2 separate regions of the Mus musculus genome follow, and region 1 is linked to region 2. The links are chromatin contacts, called in public HiChIP or PLAC-seq maps. All regions are on one chromosome and are shown on one strand. Each heading gives the region's core, a stretch centred on a gene start, on an enhancer-like site or on the middle of the called end of the contact. The rest is flanking DNA. Distances are from core to core; before and after follow the strand shown.

Evidence for each region. HiChIP or PLAC-seq counts read pairs in DNA pulled down with a chosen protein or histone mark.
Region 1: a contact with region 2 is called in an H3K27ac HiChIP or PLAC-seq map of CD8 T cells, with 22 times the contacts expected there. The contact joins the enhancer-like site here to the promoter of Satb1 in region 2. A contact is called at or near these places in 1 of 15 datasets of contacts at CTCF or cohesin (CD8 T cells), 15 of 484 Hi-C or Micro-C datasets (CD4 T cells, CD8 T cells, Th1 cells and 5 more), 9 of 115 datasets of contacts at active chromatin or transcription factors (CD8 T cells, the SCID.adh cell line, Th2 cells and 4 more) and 3 of 9 other capture datasets (adipose tissue, liver and pancreatic islet).

What each region holds. Positions count from the first base shown.
Region 1 is chr17:51,877,160-51,882,158 of GRCm38.p6, forward strand. No RefSeq gene overlaps it. Among named protein-coding and RNA genes, the nearest start is that of Gm20098, 3.1 kb to the right of the region's middle. Within about 2 kb of position 2,687, at least 35 of the 459 cell types and tissues checked have an H3K27ac peak or open chromatin away from gene starts, as enhancers often do. A contact at or near this core is called in CD8 T cells, the SCID.adh cell line, Th1 cells and 5 more, where this site is marked.
Region 2 is chr17:51,830,795-51,835,955 of GRCm38.p6, forward strand. Satb1 (special AT-rich sequence binding protein 1) reads right to left here and starts at 1,853. Exons shown (of 11, transcript NM_009122.2): 1 at 1,676-1,853.

The sequences.
Region 1 (4,999 bases), core at 1,437-3,936, 47 kb after region 2:
AGGAAATGCACATCAAGATGGAATGGGGTATCCTAATTGAGTTATGCTGTAAGTATAAAATACATACCTTCTCTCAAAGACTGTCAAAAATTCAATATATCACAAATAATCATTGAAATGTGATATGTTGAATTTAATGGAGTAAGAGAAACAGTAATAAAATCAATTGTTTAACTTGCTTTGATACTTTTTCATTTTTATTTTATTTTTTTACTTATTCTACTTATTCACTTTACATCCCATCCACTGCTTTCTCCCTCTCTCCTTTTCCTTTGAGCAGGTGGGGTCCCCCCTGGGTGGGTATCCCTCCCACTTTAGCACTTCAAGTCTCTGCAAGGCGAGATGCTTCCTTTCCCATTGAGACCAAACACAGCAGTCCAGCTAAAAGAACATATCCCACAGACAGTCAGCAGCTTTGGGGATAGTCTCCTTTCCAGCTGTTTGGGACCTACACGAAGACCAAACAGTGCATCTGCCACATATGTGCTGGGAGGCCTAGGTCCAGCCTGTGTATGATTTTTGGTTGGTGGTTTAGTTTCTGAGAGCCCTAAGGATCCAGGTTAGTTGATTCTGTTGGTGTTCCTGTGGAGTTCCTATCCCCTTATGGGCTGTAATCCTTCCTCCTATTCTTAAAAAAAAGTAATAATTAATTAATTAATAATGATGCAGAAAAGGAAACTGCTTACTTTTTAAAAAAATAGTCTCTCTCCATATATATATATATGTGTGTGTGTGTGTGTATGTGTGTGTGTGTGTATAATCACTGGCCTGGAACTCACTAGGTATTCTAAGGCTGGCTATGAAGTCCCAGAGATCTGCAATCCTCTACCTCCTGAGTGCTATGATCAAAGGTATAAGCCACTACACCTGGCTTACTTTGTTTTTTTCATATGGCTACTGAAAGGTTCGAAGCTGCCCATTTGGCTTGCCCTGCATTTCTATCGGACAGCTCTTTCCTTTTTTTTTTTTTTTTTTGGACAGGGTTTCTCTGTGCAGTCCTGGCTGTCCTGGAACTCACTCTGTAGACCAGGCTGGCCTCGAACTCAGAAATCCACCTGCCTCTGCCTCCCAAATGCTGGGATTACAGGCACGCACCACCACTGCCCGGTGAACAGCTCTTTCCTACTGTGTCCCCAGCTCCCACTAGTGCTAACAGACTGGGTAATTCAAACTTCAGCACCTTCCTCTCCTAGCTCCTCCTCTCTCCATACTAGCTTCCCCACGGTGATATCTTTCTCAGTCCTGAGTTTTATTGTCTGTATTTTGTTTTGTGTGCTGCAACAAGATCTCCTTGTGTATCCCAGACTGGCCCAGAACTCACTATGTAGCTCAATTTCACCTTGAAATCAAGGTGAAGCTAGAAATATAAACCTCTGCCTCCCAAGTAATAAGATTATAGACAGATGTTTGGCCCTGTAGTTTTTTGTTTTTGTTTTTTTTTTCCTTGACCAACAACACCGAGAACAGGAACAAGTCTGGGTTATACCTATCCTAAGCTCTTAATGTCCTCAAGCAATATCTTTAAAAGTTCAGAATTCAGTTTCGGCCCTCATGTTTGTTTTCGTTGCTTGTCACTTCACAATGCCTTTTAAAGATGTCTTTGAGCCGGGCGTGGTGGCGCACGCCTTTAATCCCAGCACTCGGGAGGCAGAGGCAGGAAGATTTCTGAGTTCAAGGCCAGCCTGGTTTACAAAGTGAGTTCCAGGACAGCCAGAGCTACACAGACAGAGAAACCCTGTCTCGAAAAAAACAACAAAAGAAAGCAAAAAAGATGTCTTTGTCTGCCTTTTAGAGATCCTTGATTTTTGAGAGCTTGGGTACACGAGAACCCTTGCATAGTAGCAGTCCTTAATAAACAAATTTATGTTTCTTCCCTACAGTCCCCTCAGCTCTGCTCGGGTGGTGGCTTTCTTTGCCTTGGTTAAACATTTGGGCAGGTTCATGCATTCTTCCTGTCCTCCCTGCTAGGGAACTGAAAGGTCCCTGGCCATTACAGCCAGGGTCTCCAATCTGGAGGCTATAAAGCCCCATTTAAAGCTCCAAACTCTATATACTTTTCCTTCTTCCCCCATCTTGCCAATGGCTGTTTGTGAGGCCCAGAGGACAGAGGGGAGAGGCAGAGGGACGCAAGAAGCCTGTTAGTCTGGTACTGGATTAAGACGGTGTAGTCCTTGCAAGGGCAGACTGTCAACCTGACACTTTCTCTGCTGACACTGTGGAGGGTTGTTGAAAGTTTCCTCTTCTGGGTCTCTCAAGAGCCTCTTTTGATGTGGTGGCATCTGGCAGAGGTGTAGCTGCCTCCCACCTAGCCTCTCTCTGCCTGGGTCTCTGGTTATCTGGCCTACAGGCTCTCTTGGGAAGAATATTTCCCTACTCCTATCTGACTCCATTCTTCCTTCCTGTAACAACACCCCCTGCCTTCCTGCCCCCCAAACTCCCTCTGTTAAAGAAATTTGCAGTCATTATCTAGGCTCTCAATGGCCCTCTCATCACACAGCCTGAGGTTCGGCAGTCCAGCTACCAGCCACATGTGTGCCCAGCTCCTTGGTCAGAGGCTCAACAGTAGCCACTGGCTCCTCCTTAGATCCTTGCAGCAGGTTTGGAGAAGGTGGTAGAGTTTTCTGCACAGCCTTGGGTGGATTCAAGGGTAGTTCCATTTCAATTCGTTCTCCCCACACAGCTAGCTGTCTTTGAACTTCAAATCTGACACACCTATATACCCCAGATGGGCTAGGGTTTCCAGTAAATATATCATCAACCTCACCGTGGACTTTTGTAAATTTCCATATGCCTCTTTTGTCCCGAAAAAGACTCTAATGTGGTAAGCCACCTGAAACTACCGATTTAGTATTTTGATAGACCTGATTATATCAGGCTAAGTTGTGCTGGGTGTGAACTGAATAGACATGGTTAATGTGGGACTTTTTATAATTGAGTTTGGGAATGTAAAAAAAAAAAAAAAAAAAAGGTGACGGCTAGGTAAGGTCCCAGAAATGAAGTTTTTAGTTTAAGAGTTCTGTGATTTTTTTTTTTTTTTCCGCTCAGCAAAATAAGCAGGTCATTACATGTTTGAAAAGATGCTGGGTTAAATATGAGGAGAAACTAATGTTTTGTTGTCCTATGTCTCTGTGTGTCTCTCTGTTCCTCCCCCCCACACACACTGTCTGTTGTGCGTTTCTAATGAAGTAGTAGCATTGTCTGCTCCAAGAGCTGTGTGATTTCCTTTGATAACTGTTAAGACGCCAGAGGTTCTCATTGTTTGATCGTCTTTGATCTCCACAGCTATACTCTTTCTTTTTTTTCCTTTAGCATTGTAGCAGCCTTAAACTTTTTTACATGCCTGTGAACACCAATAGTTAGTACTGCCTTCACGGAGGTACGTCGTGTGGCAATGTTTACACAAGAAAACCATTCGTAAATCCCCATTCTTGCCCTTTTTCTCGGGGGATCACTTTCTTCGAAGGGAATGGATCATCCCCAGTTGCTGCAGCCCACATGCTTCTTAAAAAAGGAACAGGGGTTTTAAGCGTTTGGATCACTTCGTGGTCTTAAAAGTTGTGGCAGAAAGAGCAGCAGTGTTAGAAAAGGTGCAGGGTGATTTTTACAGGGGTAGGGAGGTGTCTAGTACATACAGCACTATGGAAGTGTAAGCCGAATAAACCCTTTCCTCCCCAACTTGCTTCTTGGTCATGATGTTGCACAGGAATAGAAACCCTGACTAAGACCTCCTTCCATAGGTGAGCTCAAAGTCAAAAACTAAAAAAAATCTAATATTTTATAGGTTCTTTCCAGTATTGTTCTGAAAACAAAACAGTTGATGGTTCTTTAGATGGATCAAGGATTCCCAATGAGGGGTACGCAAATTCCACACTCAGGGGTGCACTATCCACTGTGAGGCTGGACGGCCGCAGTGTGTGTGCTGTGGCTCCTTCCTGCCTTCGGTCACAGCGCACTGCTTTAGAATGAACAAAGAGGGAAGGAAACGCAGGCTGTAATGGTAATGGGCTCCCTTTGTCTCCAAGAGAGGCTGAACTTGACCTTCGAAGGCACAGAGGTCCAACGCACACTTTTAAAAGTAATATTTAAATTTTAATAGAGACAGTGATAACCAGACTCTCAAAACCAAAAGACTGGTCTTTTAAAGTAACTGATTAGCAAAGAACAAAAACTTTAAGAAGAAAGTCTACAACTAGAAATGAAAGTCTTGTCCTCATCCCTCCATCCCAAGGAGGCCAGCTGCCTGCTTTTACATATCCCCACAGAGTTTACACTCATGATCTGCTTACAAGTTCATGGCAAGTCTGGTCTGAAGGATGTGATGCTACAAGCTGGATTTGAAAAGTTAGTTATTTATTGTGTGTGCATGTACACACAAAGCACACATGTGAATGTCAGAGGAAAACTTGTGGGAGTTGATTCTCACCTTCCACCTTGGTGATGTGCCTCATGGTTTGGTGTGAGCCGGAGGATGCTCTGTTGCTAGTATTAGCTGATCTCCTTCCCTGGCCTGACATCCTGGCTGTAGGAGTGCTGGAATTACACATCTGGCTTTTACATGGGTTTGGGGATGGGACTCAGATTGTCAGGCTTGTATGGCAAAGATTTTTTTACCAGCTGAGCCATCTTCCCGGTCCCAAAATTGGATTTTTAAGATTAAAAAAAAAAAACAACTTATTTTTCAGTGTTGGCAAAATGGTATGAAAAGAGGCACTGTCATATGCTGTTGGTGAGAGTGTAAATTTTTAAAATCTTTCTGGAAGGCAGTTTGGCCATATCTATTGAATGCCTTAGAATTTTGCATAAAACCTTTAAACCAGTGTTTTCACTTTAGGGGATTCATGCTAAGAAAATAGTCATAAATGTTTGTAAAATTTTAGCTACAAGATTTTTATGGAAGTTTTTTTGGTAGGAACAAGAACGGGATAAGACATAAATATTTAACAAGCAGGCTCTATTCAGCCATTAAAAATGATACTAGAGAAATATTTAATGCCATTGA
Region 2 (5,161 bases), core at 603-3,102:
GCCCGAGTTCCACATGGGAGATTCATAAAGGGTTATAGAGCCAGCACCGCAACCCTTGCTTTCTTTGGATTTAAAGTATGGCATAACTTACTCATCTATCTATCTATCTATCTATCTATCTATCTATCTATCTATCTATCTATCTATCTATCTACCTACCTACCTACCTACCTACCTATCTGGAGAATCTGACTACAAAATAAAATTTCACTCTTTCAGAAAATCCACTCTGGACAAGGTGTAAAATTAAGTAAAGTTTTTGGAAGGCTGAGCTTCTGTCACCAGGCACAAACACTGTAAAAAATCCAGGTACTGCTTAAGGACAGAACCTGACTTCTGGCAGAAAGAGACCAGACTCTTGCTCATTCCCCTCTTCTGTCTTGGGAAAGTTGGGTTCTCTGGCCTCCAAGGATACAAACATGGAACCCCAGCCAATCAATCGGGAGCAGAAAAGGTTCTCTCCAGGGAATTGGGTGTCTTCCGGTCCCTATGGACAAGTGAAATCCACGTCTTAACCCTGGGAATCCTACATGCCTCAGAGAAAGTTCTCCCAGAAAGGGTGCAGAGGTCAAAGTTGTCAACCGGACATTTTAAGAGATGAGCCTGTGGTTGACATCTTGTTAAGTAAAACCTGGCCCTGGTGGAGGCCAGGGTCAAAACCTCTACCCTGAGCTCTAAGCTGCTGTCCTCTTGGTCTTCTGGGATCATCCCAGAAGGGACCTGTTTAGCGCCTTTTGCTGGGCCAAGCACACGCACGTGTCACCATCTGGACCTGCCGCTTGCCCCCTCAGTCCCTTGCATTCGAGCTGCCCAACCCCAGTTCGGCCACCCTGGGAGCTCTGCAATGGAGGAACACTGTAGAAGGCCGCCGCTCTCGGGTGTGTACTGTCGCAGGGAAATGAGGAGTTGCCCCCTGGGCTGCACCTGTGGGGCCACAGTCCCAGCTAAGACACCATGTACCTCCCTCGGCTTCCCGCCCAAGCCCAAACCCGAATCACCCTCCAGGACCGACCCGCGATCGCCGGCGTGGGCTGCACGAGCGCTGTTCTTCGGCTCTCAAACTCTGGGCTCCAACTTGAGCGCCCAGCGCCCGAGTGGCTCTCGGGATAGAGAAGTTGCCACAAACTTCCCAGGCCCCTCTCCACCTCCGCTCGCCACCAGCAAAGTAGGGCTGGCCGGGAAAGAACAGGGGGAGATGAGATGGGAGAGGATGCTAAGTGAACTCCAGATCTGGCGCGCGACCTTTCCAACTCCACCCCGCACCTCGCCTCCTTCCCCGCACCGGGGCTCACTGAGCGGCTCCCTTTTCCCCACTCGCCCGCCGAGGGCTTCCCCCCACGCCGCCTTCGTCCTCTAAAGCGGGCCATGCCCACGACCTGGACTAAAGTGTCTAACGAGGGACTCCTGCCGGGCAGGTGTGCGGGAGAGGCAAAGACGCCAAGTAAGTCCGCATCCCGGCCATGACCCTCACTTCACCAGCCCAGTCCTCCCGAATGTCTGAGCGCGCTCGAGAGAAGGGCCAGCAAGACCCCGGCACGCGAGGGGCGCAGAGTCGCCCCAGCCGGGGCCACTGAGAAGTTTGGATCGGTTCCGCATCCGCAGAAAACGGAGGCGAGCCGGGCAAGAGACCCAGAGCGGGAGCAGCACTGGCAGGGAGCAAAGAAGCGGGACTCACTCAGGCGTGGAACCGGGACAGCGCGGGCCAGCGGTGCGGGCCGAGGCCGGGTCGGCTCCCCGCGCGGGCGCGCCGGGCGGCGGACTTCCCGGGCGGCGGCTGCAGCTGCTGCCACCTCCCCGCCGCCGAGCTGGCGGCCGCCGCGGAAGTTAATGGCAACTTGACTTCAAGTTGTCTCCTCTCCCCATCCGAAGTGGGCGTTTAAAGGGGGCAGAGCGCGGCGAGCAGCGAGCGGGGAGCGCGCGGGGCCGAGGGGGAAGGGAAGGGGCGGGGGCGGGGCGGGGCGCGGGAGGGGGCGCGGGAGCCGCTCGGAGCCCGCAGTGTAGAGCGCGGCGCGGGCGATCGGGGCGCCCCCACGAGAGCCCCCCGACGCTGGCCGGGGGCCGTGCGTGCCTGGGGCGCCGCGCTCTCGCCTCTCGCCCGCGTGGGGGGCTTGCGGACCCCACAGCGGGAGCGACCGGGCCCGGCCTGCCTCCCCCGCGCCCGCGGCCGCTTCTCCCCCTGGCGGCAGGATCCTGGGCGGCCGGTGGCTCCGAGAGCGCGCAGTGGAGCCCGAGCTGAGCCGAGCCCGAGCCACCGCAGCCGCCACATCCCTGAGCGCCGCCCGGGTGCAGGGTCGCTGCGGGAGAGCGACCCCGCGGCCGCCAGGGTAAGTGTGGGCGAGCCCCGGAGCCCCACCGCCCCGGCCCTCACCTGCACCGCCCCCGCCGCGCACCCTCGCCGCCCGCCGCTTCCTCTTGTCGTTGTTTGCCTGGGCTTTGGGGGTGCAGAGCGCGGGGCATTGGTGTGTGTGTGTGCCAGCGGAGGAGGAAGTCAGGTGAGAGGCCTGAGCACAACCCCCGCGCCCCGCAAGCCAGCTTGTGTGGGGTGTGTCGCTCCCCAGTAGGGGCATGCGGGCCAAGTTTTCCCCTCTCTTCAATGTTTGATGGAGAAGATCTTTCCTAGAGGGGACCTCCTTCCCTTCAAACTGATGGGCTCTTCTTGCTATCCTCTTCTCTTGGGCACCCCTATTGAGGAACACATAGTGGATGGAGGAGGAGGGGGCCTCTTGCAGACCCCCTTCTCAACCCCAGCTATTTGCATCAGTATCATTTTCCTGTCGGCAGCTGTAGGTCGACGCACCCAACCAGAAGGAGATGCTTAAGCCACTGTCCAAGTCTCTTCTCCCACCCTGACCCACCCAAAAGCAGGGGCAAAGAGGTCAAGAAATGCGGATTTCGTAGGAGGGGAGGCTGGGCCCAGGGACCTTTTCAACTGGTGAAGCTCCAAAGAACTCTGAAAGGTCAAAGTAGCTGAAGGCTTGGACCCCCAAGCTAGGGAGAAATTGGACTCTATCAACTTTAACCCACTCCCCTGCTACTCCTTCCCCACACAACCCCCAGCTCTAAGGAAGCTATCAACTAACAGGTCTTTTGTTTCCTGTTGTGTCGCCTTTGGGAAATTTGCATTGAACGTGACGATAGAAAATTACTACTGTTTACTCGAAGTTAAGGGGGTTGCAGAACGAAAACAGTTTTTACTTTTCTCTTTGTGTGTTTGGCAAGGAGTGGAGCTGTTAGGTTCGTGGCAGGAATTGCAGAAGCTCAGTTGTAAAAATAAGGACTGTAGAACTGCCTGGGTCTGTTTTTAGCAGCTGCACTTTCTTGCGTTCTTTCACATAAGGCTTGCTCTCTCATTAAGTCCCCATAAATAATTGTATGTGGAGCGAAGGCAGTCAGGGTGGCAGGATTGAGATTGCTGGGAGTTCCATCCCTCCAGCGCAGAGCTGTTTGCAGGCAAGTTCCTGGAAAGTGACTGTGGGCTGAGAATTCAGTTTTTCCTAAAAGCTCTGTCAGGTCCTCTTCTGTCGGTTGCCTATGAATCAAGCCTGACACGGTGGGTGACTAGCGATTTGAGCCTTGGTAGCAAACACGTCGACGGTGCAGTGGGAGTTTTTGTTTGTGTTTTGTTTTTTGGTTTGGTTTGGTTTTTTTTTGTTTTTGTTTTTGTTTTTTTGGTGAGGTCATTCTAAATGAAGCAAAATGACATAGTTCAGGCAGCTTTCTGAGAGCCCCCTCGTCCATCCTTGATTTCCCTAGAATTCTCCAATTTTTTCAACTTTTTTTTTATAATTCAAAATACCATGCCAAAGGCATAAGGACATAAACAAATATGAACTAATTTTCATTTGGGGAACTACCTCCTCCCCCTTCTGCTCCTCCTCCCCTTCTTCTTCCTCCTCGCCCCCCCACCCCCAAGCCAACGAGCCCCCTGGAAAGCAAAGCAAGAAGCTATGGGTGATTACAAAGAGCAAAACAACATAAAACATGAGTTTCTCTTCCTGGCTCAGGTTTTTCCCTTCAAGTCCTGGGTGACTTCAAATTTTCTTGCCTTGATTTGCCAAAGTAGGGACTTGTCTAACTAGGTGCCAGTGTCCCCACTGAGCAGGGCAGGTGAGAATGGAGGCTCTGCAAGCTTAGCCTTTACTGATTATTATTGTGAACATATAAAATTGGAGCACAACAGAAGCCCAAAAATGCATTAACATTTCCTCTTTTATACGCTCATATGCTTACCTAGTAATTCAGCTTATCAGATAAATCCCATCATTTAGAGTAAGGTCTCACTTTGCTTCCAACAGCCTGGATTTCCTTCTCTTCTTCCTTCCTTTCCATCCCTAACAGTCAGTAACAGGCAGTATCTACAAACTCTAAGTTTATAGGCACCCACTCTAAAGTGGCATAAACACACACACACACCTTTTTAGTGTCTAGGTCTAAGGTATTTTGCTATAGGATCCAGCATGAAGTGGTATAATTATGTTTAAAGATACTTCTAATCATCTTATTTTATGTGTATGTGTGTGGGGGGGGTCTTTTGCCTACGTGTATATGTTCATCATCTACATGCCTGGTGCCAGGGGAGTTCAGAAGAGATCTGTATCACATCCGCTGGGACTGAAGTTACAGATGGTTGTGAGATGTCACGTGGGTGCTGGGAATCGAACCCGAGTCTTTCAGAAACACACAGTGCTCCAGAGCCCCGAGACATCTCGAAAGCCCCTGATTTCATTTTTCTAACAAATCCAAATGTAGTGTAAGTAGTTGACAGACACGTAGATCTAAAACATATCAAAATATAGATAATAGGAGTTAATATCAATAGCCACTGATCTTTTCAGAAGAGAGAGAGTACAGTTTTGCCTTCTACACTACATACAAGGAAAGGGATAAAACAGGATTAGCCTTACTGAATAAGCAGCATGAGAATGTGAAATGATAACTGATTTGAGTGAAGGCCTTGAGTCAAGGAGAAAGATAAATTCCCTTTCTGACTGTGGTACAGCCTTGAACATGCCTGTTGCCTGGGGCTGTGGTGGGTAGAGGTGTTTGCCCCCAAACCTACCCAACGTGAGTTTGGTTCCCAGGTCCTACTTGATGGAAGGAGAGAAGCGACGCCTCAAAGTTACCCTCTCTGACCTCAGTGCAAGAACCAGGCCCACCCACC